Linked DNA regions of Mus musculus: regions 2 and 3 are each linked to region 1. The links are chromatin contacts, called in public promoter capture Hi-C maps. All regions are on one chromosome and are shown on one strand. The core of a region is the stretch at or near the end of the contact, and the rest is flanking DNA. Distances in the headings are between cores, read along the strand shown.

What was found. Promoter capture Hi-C pulls out the DNA fragments that hold promoters and counts their contacts.
Region 2: a contact with region 1 is called in a promoter capture Hi-C map of liver, with 6 times the contacts expected there. The contact joins the promoter of Dst here to the promoter of Lgsn in region 1. A contact is called at or near these places in 5 of 39 promoter capture datasets (hippocampal neurons, liver, pre-B cells and 1 more).
Region 3: a contact with region 1 is called in a promoter capture Hi-C map of liver, with 2.2 times the contacts expected there. The contact joins the enhancer-like site here to the promoter of Lgsn in region 1. A contact is called at or near these places in 7 of 39 promoter capture datasets (the 3T3-L1 cell line, cranial neural crest, frontonasal cranial neural crest and 3 more).

The regions. Positions count from the first base shown.
Region 1 is chr1:31,175,139-31,177,739 of GRCm38.p6, forward strand. It overlaps Lgsn (lengsin, lens protein with glutamine synthetase domain), which reads left to right and starts at 1,297. Exons shown (of 5, transcript NM_153601.1): 1 at 1,297-1,342. The coding sequence starts at 1,313. All of the region lies in intron 2 of 4931428L18Rik (RIKEN cDNA 4931428L18 gene), which reads right to left.
Region 2 is chr1:33,906,906-33,909,506 of GRCm38.p6, forward strand. It overlaps Dst (dystonin), which reads left to right and starts at 1,320. Exons shown (of 103, transcript NM_001276764.1): 1 at 1,320-1,547; 2 at 2,094-2,128. The coding sequence starts at 1,367. Bend6 (BEN domain containing 6) reads right to left here and starts at 716. Exons shown (of 7, transcript NM_177235.3): 1 at 661-716.
Region 3 is chr1:33,212,775-33,215,375 of GRCm38.p6, forward strand. No RefSeq gene overlaps it. Among named protein-coding and RNA genes, the nearest start is that of Gm24901, 22 kb to the left of the region's middle. Within about 2 kb of position 1,302, at least 18 of the 459 cell types and tissues checked have an H3K27ac peak or open chromatin away from gene starts, as enhancers often do. A contact at or near this core is called in liver, where this site is marked.

The DNA of each region.
Region 1 (2,601 bases), core at 47-2,546:
CTTAATATGGAAAACTATATCTAATACATAACCCATCTTTGATAGTTGTCCTCTGACATAAAGAGACATCTCAGAGTTTTTCGCAGACATTTTTCTATGAAATAATGACACCTATTCTGGTTCCTGGAAGGAATAATTCTAAGAGAAGACAATTGACAAGAAGTCTAGGCGAGGCTCTGGCCCAAGGCATGATAAAAATGCAATACCTCAGTTCAGGAGGAGATCAAGGCCACACTGTTAAGTCAACACTCTAAGGGATGGGGAATATTTTTCTTGGGGAGATAAGGTAGGGGAAGGCATTCAGGATGCTGTTCCAAGTGAGCACCTGTTTCAATGCTAGGTCTAAATGAAGACCAAATGCCGAGTGGCCAGCACAGAACACAGGCATTGCCAGCAGGCAAGCACAGGGCCATGCAATACAAACAAGAACAGTGGTCATTGTTCTGATGAAACGGGACCTTTGAAGCCAGATTCTGGCCTGACTGAATGGCAGAGGCTTTGCCAGCCCAGAAGACCTGGAGAGCAGTACCCAGCTGTAGTTCTGTATGCTCGCTCACTGGTGCCTTTGGCTTGATTCAGAAGAAACTCTCTCTGTTTGTTCTAGCAACCTGTAGTTGTGGTTGGGGTATGGAGGAAATGGGATTTCTACCCTCTTGAGTCTTCTAGAGAAAGTGCTCCCCATTGATTCTGGTGGAGCTTGGGTTGCTGCAGACTTCTTCAATGAGGATAATGAGGATGGCCTGGGATGTGTTAGAAAGGCTAAAGAAAGATACCTTAGTATAGTGATAGAATGAAGGGTCAGCATAACCTGGAGGCAAAAAGGTCCCTACCATGGAAAGAAAGTATGTGAATTACAAGCATGGTACAAATCTATGTCTTTCAGAGCCCTGGTTTTTCTATTTGTATTTTTGTCTGTGGCTTTGATAACACAGCTGTCTAAAAAATGTTTCTCCACCTGATTATTACAATAGATTTAATTCCAGAACACGACTGTTACATAACAAAGAATCAATAGGTTGGAGGGGAAATAAAAAAGTCACACAGTTTTAAGCTTTGTGTCCCTTTGTTTGCAGGGAGTCAGGCATAAATGAGCATTTGCTGCTGGGCTATTCTAGGGCATGGCTCATATCCTGTGCCTTGGGCATGACAGAGTCTGTGTTTATCTTTTATTACCTGCTGGATCCCCCTGGAAAGAACCTCCTGGAATTCATCATTCACTGCCTTTGTAAGAAGTCTACATATAAATGCACCCTGAAGCCATTGCTGAAGGGAGTGTGGATGCCACGGCTGATTTATGTAAGAAACAGTTGACATGACCGACGAAGGGGACCTCGCACAGGAGGTAGGAAGCTAAGAATCAAAATAGTATTTCCCAAAATATCGACAGTGAAGGTTTTGATGACTGCAACTTTTCTGAGCATCAGTGGGAATGAGGGCACGGTGGGTTGACGTGTATGCTTTCGGGAAGTTTGTGAAGAAGTGTCCTGTTTCGCACAGTCAGTTTTTAACAACTGAACACCTTGGAGCTTGCATCTAGTGAAGTGTGCTTAGTTTGAGCAATCACTTACAGTAACTTCATTAGGCACCAGGGTTTAGAAGAATAAACACACCATAAAATTTTATTTCAATCTTGGTTACTAATGAGAGAATAGTCTGTGTGTCTTAAAGCTTATTTTGTCACATTCTTAGTCTTTGTAAGAATGGCTTTGGGGTTAAATGATTAAAGGGGTTAAATGATTAAAGGTGAGAAGTAACTGTGTGTGTGTTTGTGTGTGTATGTGAATGTGTGTGTGTGTGTGTGTGTGTGTGTGTGTGTGAATTTTGTTGAAACCCATTACGTGTTAGGCAGTGATAGAACTCAATGAGTCAGGAACATAGTAAAGAAACCAGTTGTGAACATGCTTCATTTAGGACCATTTCTTCATGTGTATGGAACCAAATCTTTAGCACTGTATTTTCAACAAAACATTTTTGGAAATATTACAGTGTGTCTTTGGAATTAAGTTTCTGTTAAGAAGAATGAAGCTTTTCTGTAAGCTAAATTAAGGAAATCTAATTTGAGAAACAGACCTACTATGTGTAAAGTGCCTGAGATGATGACATAGAGAGAACAGACAGGATCTGTGCTTTCCCATCCAGTGAAAGAAGAGATAAAGTCGGTGTGAGAACTGTGCATGCTCTACACATGATGAATATGAGCAGTGGGCTTTGGGACAGAGATGGGGATGAATCTACTTTCTACACAGAAACCGGCCAAAGCTGTGCAAAGCAGGGAGAGTCACTGAGTAGGACCCTGCAGTGTCATGCCATGGGAAGAAAACGCCGAGTTTGGGTGTGTACTTGTAGAGAACATGTTTCTCTGAAAGTGAATTTTACATGGTGGTTCAGGAAAAGTGAGTGGGACTGACACAAATAGCATCAGCTTCTGGACACATTCATTCTTACATTTCACTTCCCTAGGCAGGAGCTTCATGCTCTGCTCTAAGTCTGGAGAGGCACCGTGTTTCCCACCCCAGCTCTCACTATTTTGGTTTAAGAGTCTAGTTTCAGCTTCTATGGAAAGTATTATGACCTACACAATAGAAAGTGTCTAGAACACAT
Region 2 (2,601 bases), core at 70-2,569, 2.7 Mb after region 1:
AATGAAAGAAAACAAATCATCCAACTCCCACAGGGAAAGCCAGTTTGCCTTAGGGGCAAGCAGGGCAGAGCACTGCACTGGCCCGCTAAGGCCGCAACACGCTGCAGGCGGCCACTGCAGCTTTGGCTTTCTCGCCAGGTGGCAGAGGCCCTCCGCAAAAGAGCACACCGCAGCGCTCACGCCTTGCCTTCTTCGTTGGCACCGAATCAGCGATCACTGTCAAGTGTCCAGCCCACAACTGCGATACAGTTTTTGCGGATTGTAACGGAATGTAAGGGAAGCTGGAAAAAAACGGCAAAGGGGAGAAGGGTGTGTACCCGAGTGTGACCGATCGCCGTTGTCTGACAGTGCCTAAAAATTTCTCCTGCAGTATCTACAGGCCAATCAATCACCAACTTCCTTCATCCTTCATCATGTCAGATCCTTACATCTAAAATCACCTCTCCCTACAAAGCCAATAAATGAATCAGGGTTCTTTGACCGTGGCAGAGCTCACGTCTGGGCTGAGAATCAGCACCAAGTTTGGGGGTGGTAGGGTGCAAGCCTGCAGACCGCGGCGTGCCGCCTTTCCTAAGATTGGACCAGCTTGGAGATGGCCCTTCCAGGTGCTCGCGCCTCCATGCGCAGGGACTACCCCCGCCCCCAAACCAAATAGCTCACCCTGCTGCATCCTCCGAGCCCCAGCCTCCGGGCGGGCTCAGGGAGGCGGGAGCCCGGGTTCCCCCCGGCTCCTTGGCGCCCCCTGACGTCGGCCTCCAGCAGAAGGTCCGCGGAGGCTTACACAGGCGAAACCCGGGGGTCCCCGCGCACCGCCGCCCGGCGCGTGGCCTGGCGGGCCGCGCGCGCACCGAACCGACCTGCTGGAGGGCGCGCGCCGCTCGGTCCCGGCCCCAGCCATGCGCGCGCGCCCGCACCCGCGCCGCCGCTGCCGCCGCAGCCCGTGACGTCACCCACCGAGCCCCCCGCCGGCTCGCCGCGCCCCGTCCCGCCCCACGTGCGCCGGCTTCAGGACGCCGAGGCCCCGGGCGGCCACCCGATGATGCTCCCAGCCGGCTGCGTCCCGGGCGGGGCTGAGCCCGAGAGCTGCGCGCGGGCTGGGGCGCCTGCGGAGGGAGGGGCGCGGCTCTCGCCGCTGCGCCGCGTGCTGAGTCATGGCGAGAGCTGCCCGCTGCTCTCCATCAGTCGTTCCGGGGCCGGCGCGGGGTGTGCAGCCATTGGGCCGCGCGCGGGGCCGCGAGCGCCGGGCTTGACGCGCTGAGCCGCGCTCGCCCCTGTCCGCCGCGCCCGCCCCGCGTCCCGCGCCCCGCGCCCCGCGCGCTCTGCAGCCTTAGCCCCGCGCCGCACGGCCCCCCGCCTCGCCCGCACCATGATCGCCGCCGCTTTCCTCGTTTTGCTGAGACCCTACAGCATCCAATGTGCTCTCTTCCTCTTGTTGCTCCTGCTGGGCACCGTCGCCACCATCGTCTTCTTCTGCTGCTGGCACCGCAAGCTCCAGAAAGGGAGACATCCGATGAAATCGGTCTTTTCGGGTCGTTCCAGAAGCAGAGGTAAGACACGCCGCCGCTGGGTTCTTCTGGGCAGAAGCGAGGTTCAAGCCTTCTCTGCCTCTTCTGCCCACTCAGTGCCCACTCCTCAAGCTAAGTGCATTTATTTATTTAACGCGCCCTGGCCCTTTGGCCTCACCTCCATCCTCTGAGTCACCAGGTTTGGATAACCACGGAGATTCGGAGGTCCTGGAAGGAAGGATCAGGCTCCGATTCTTAGGGTCAGTTTGCTAGAGCCCAGAAGGTAATTGTAGGGGAGTCCTGGGCTGAGGTACTCGTATCTTTGCCAAGCCTTTGCTGGAGCTTAGGAATAAAAAAGTAAGGCGTGATGATATGGGCTCCCCTCTCCCAACTTTGCTGGAACTTCTTGCAGAGAAATCACCTTAGAGACAGATGGTCCAATACTCTCTCCGCCCCGCCCCAATATGCCCACGGAATTGGAGAGAGACACCTAGAATGTGCTTTCCCGAATCCAGGTAAGTGATCAGTAACTCTTTAGGCTGAGAACAAGGAGTTAACGGAGTCTCGTTTTCCCTCTTTTCTCCCCAGATGCTGCTCTGAGATCTCATCACTTTCGCTCTGAGGTAATTTATTTAGCGCACACTCTCAAGGTCAGAGTAGCTTTCTTTCCTGAGTACCAGCATTAATCATATACGTGTTTAAAAAGCCAGTAGGGCACCGAATGGGAAGCCTGCAGTCCCTAAGCCCAAAGTGACATGCTTCTTAAGCAATTCCATAGTCACGCCTGGGGCGCATTGTGTGTGTTTGTGTGTGTCTAGTGTAGTGGAGTTTGCGTTACAAGAGGTGGGAGGGGCAGCCCCTAAAAGAGAGAATTTAGTCTGGGAATGGATATCAGTTTAGCTTACAATCTGCACTTGTGGTGGAAGCACTTCCTGGTTGCTTCCGGAGGTCGGTAGCTAAACCACAGTGTAAACCACTTAGGTCGTTATTGCCGAAGAGTTTGAAGCAAACTCCAGTTGAGACTCCAGGTGACATCCCTACGGGCTTAGTTTGCTGCCCAGGATGGTTTTTACATGATAGTAATGTTGATGAAGAA
Region 3 (2,601 bases), core at 52-2,551, 2.0 Mb after region 1:
CTTTTTCTCTGTGAATTCCAGTCTCTTATAGGTTGCCCTGCTACTTTAACTGTGACCTTGAAGCTTTTATTCTGTCCATTTCACATGCAATTGCATCCTTTCACTTCAGCGCAATCCACAGGCTCTGGCATTCTGGTCCTATCCAATGTCACTGCCTTGCTGGCCCAGCATCATGGGATTGTGATAAGCTTGACATGAAAGCTTATGGAAGGTCTCTGCTTCTATGCCATGTTACCAAAAGACCGTTAGATGTGAAATAAAGCAAGCTGGTGTGGTGATAATCTCTTCCCTAAATCCAAAAGAATGTTGACTACTAAAAGGTCTTAATGTCACACCCTCGCAATAAATCCAGAAACACTGCTTTGTCGACCTTTGTATCCCTTGAAGGCTGAGTTCTCTTATCTGCTATAAAATTTCTGTGAGAAAATCTCTTCTTGGATACACCTGTAGAAATCAAACATTTAGGTGTAATGTCAAGCCTTAGAGGGCAATATGAAATAATCTTTTCATTTCTTTTAATATGTTCCTTATACTCTTCTTGTTTTGTTCAGGAAGAGAAACTAAGCACAGAACCTTCCAGATGAACTGCAAGAGTAACCAAAGTAAAGAATATGAATCTTGATGCATACAAAGCCAAAAACAAGCTCACCAAGAAGTAAGAATGGAGACTTACTCTCTACAGCAGAGAGTAGAGCGTGGAAGTTATCTCCCAAAGCATTCTTCAATGTGTGCTGCCTATTGTTCCAGAAGGAAAGATGGCAGGCACATTTGGGGGCATGCTTAGCTCAAGGTTATGGAACACGCATTCAAAAGTTAAAAACGAAAGACAGGAATGTCTCTGGGCTTGCCCAGTTTTCTGCAAAAAGTTTAAGCAGAAACAAAAGGAAAGGACCCTTGATGGTGTGTTAATAAGGGCTTCCACCTAAAGGAATCTGCTTCAGTTGGCAGCTAACACAGAAGCATCAGAATGAAGTGTGGAATCCAAAGCCTTGAGTCAAGCTGACACAGATACATGGGACAAATTAGATGGCTCTAGCCAGAAACATCAGGATCAAAAGGCAAAGAAACCATTGGAGATCAGCATGTTGGTCCACTATAATGCAGAAAACAGGTTTGCAAAGCCGTTGTTCACTGGCCACCAAAAAATCACAATATTCAGAGCCCGGTGTCAGAGAAACCAAAGCCTCTTCCATTGGCTTAGAGCCTGAACAGAAGAGTAAAATCAGCCAGGGAGTCTGGTCATTATTGGTACAGCTTACCAGGGAGGCAAGCCATACAGAGTTCTTAGGGCCAGTGTCTATGTAGCAATCATATTTCTCAATTTAATGTCAATAGGCATTCTGCTGAAATTGATTCTTTGTACATGAATACAACTGGTGAATCTGCATTTCTAGCAGTGCCCCTGGGCCATGCTGCTGAAGCAGGTCTACAGACTACCCATAAGTAACATCTTGGTGCTCTTCTCATTGGTCTATTCATCTCATTTGCATTAGAGATACTAGCATCATCCCTTTTTTCCCTCTCCAGAGCATGAAAAACCTTTAAATGGGATCAAATCTTCACATTTAATCAATGATGGAGCAGGATCTGCATCTGGGCACTCTAAGCAACAATTTACTGAGTCAGACAACTCTTCCTCAGCTATGTGATCCATACTACTCCTCGGCCTTAGGTGGTAACCAGAGCTAAGCCACATTTGAATGACCTGGTAAAGTCATGTCCTTGTCACCACCAATAACTTAATGTTCAGCCTTACCCAACAGCAAGAGAAGGTGACTGCTAATATTTACTCTGTTGAGTAAAAACCACATGATCTACTGTGTGCTGGCTAAAGGTTGGTGTGTGCCTGAACCAACTTTCACTCTCATTTATTCATTGTGTCATTTCCTTCCTGAATCCATCCCCTAGCAGTGAAAATAGCAGATTAGCACAATGAACAGTGGATGTGGATTTGCTTTTATTATTTTTCCATAAGAGAACAGGGCTCAGCTTCCCCTGCCAGACTGTCTTAGCAGCCTCTTTTGTACAGTTTTGCCTGCTTTTGTCAAGCAGAAAGACACTGGCATCTCCCATGGATTAGAATAAGTGTAAAAACCCTGATTTGAAAGGGTCTCTGGGTCTGCTGCCTGGCTACTCCAAGCACCCGAGGATTTGAATTCTAATGCATTACAGCAGACTGCAGTTGGAGGCAGGGAGGGATTGGGGTGCCAAGAGGGTTGCCTGATGGAAAGGCTGCCGACAGCCTTCGCAATGGTCACAGCCCAACCTTTAATAGCAGTTTAGCAATGGGCCTCTCTGAAATAGCAACCATCAATAGGGAGGTTTGGCATGCTTTGTGCACTCCCAAATGAACACATTCTCATCTAAGCCAAGCACACGCATAAAGACAGGGACAGAGAACCAGAGACATGCTTGCTAGCACGCTACCCTGGAGAAGAAGAGCAAGAAATGAATAAAAGTATTCCTTTATAAACAGAGAAAAACACAATGCCCTACCTCGTGAGACTGCTTCTCCTCTTTAATATTTATTGGATTTATTGCTGATAAATCTCTGTCTTGGGCCCAAAGTCTTGCATGCAGAGTAGGTAGGAAGTTTAAGGG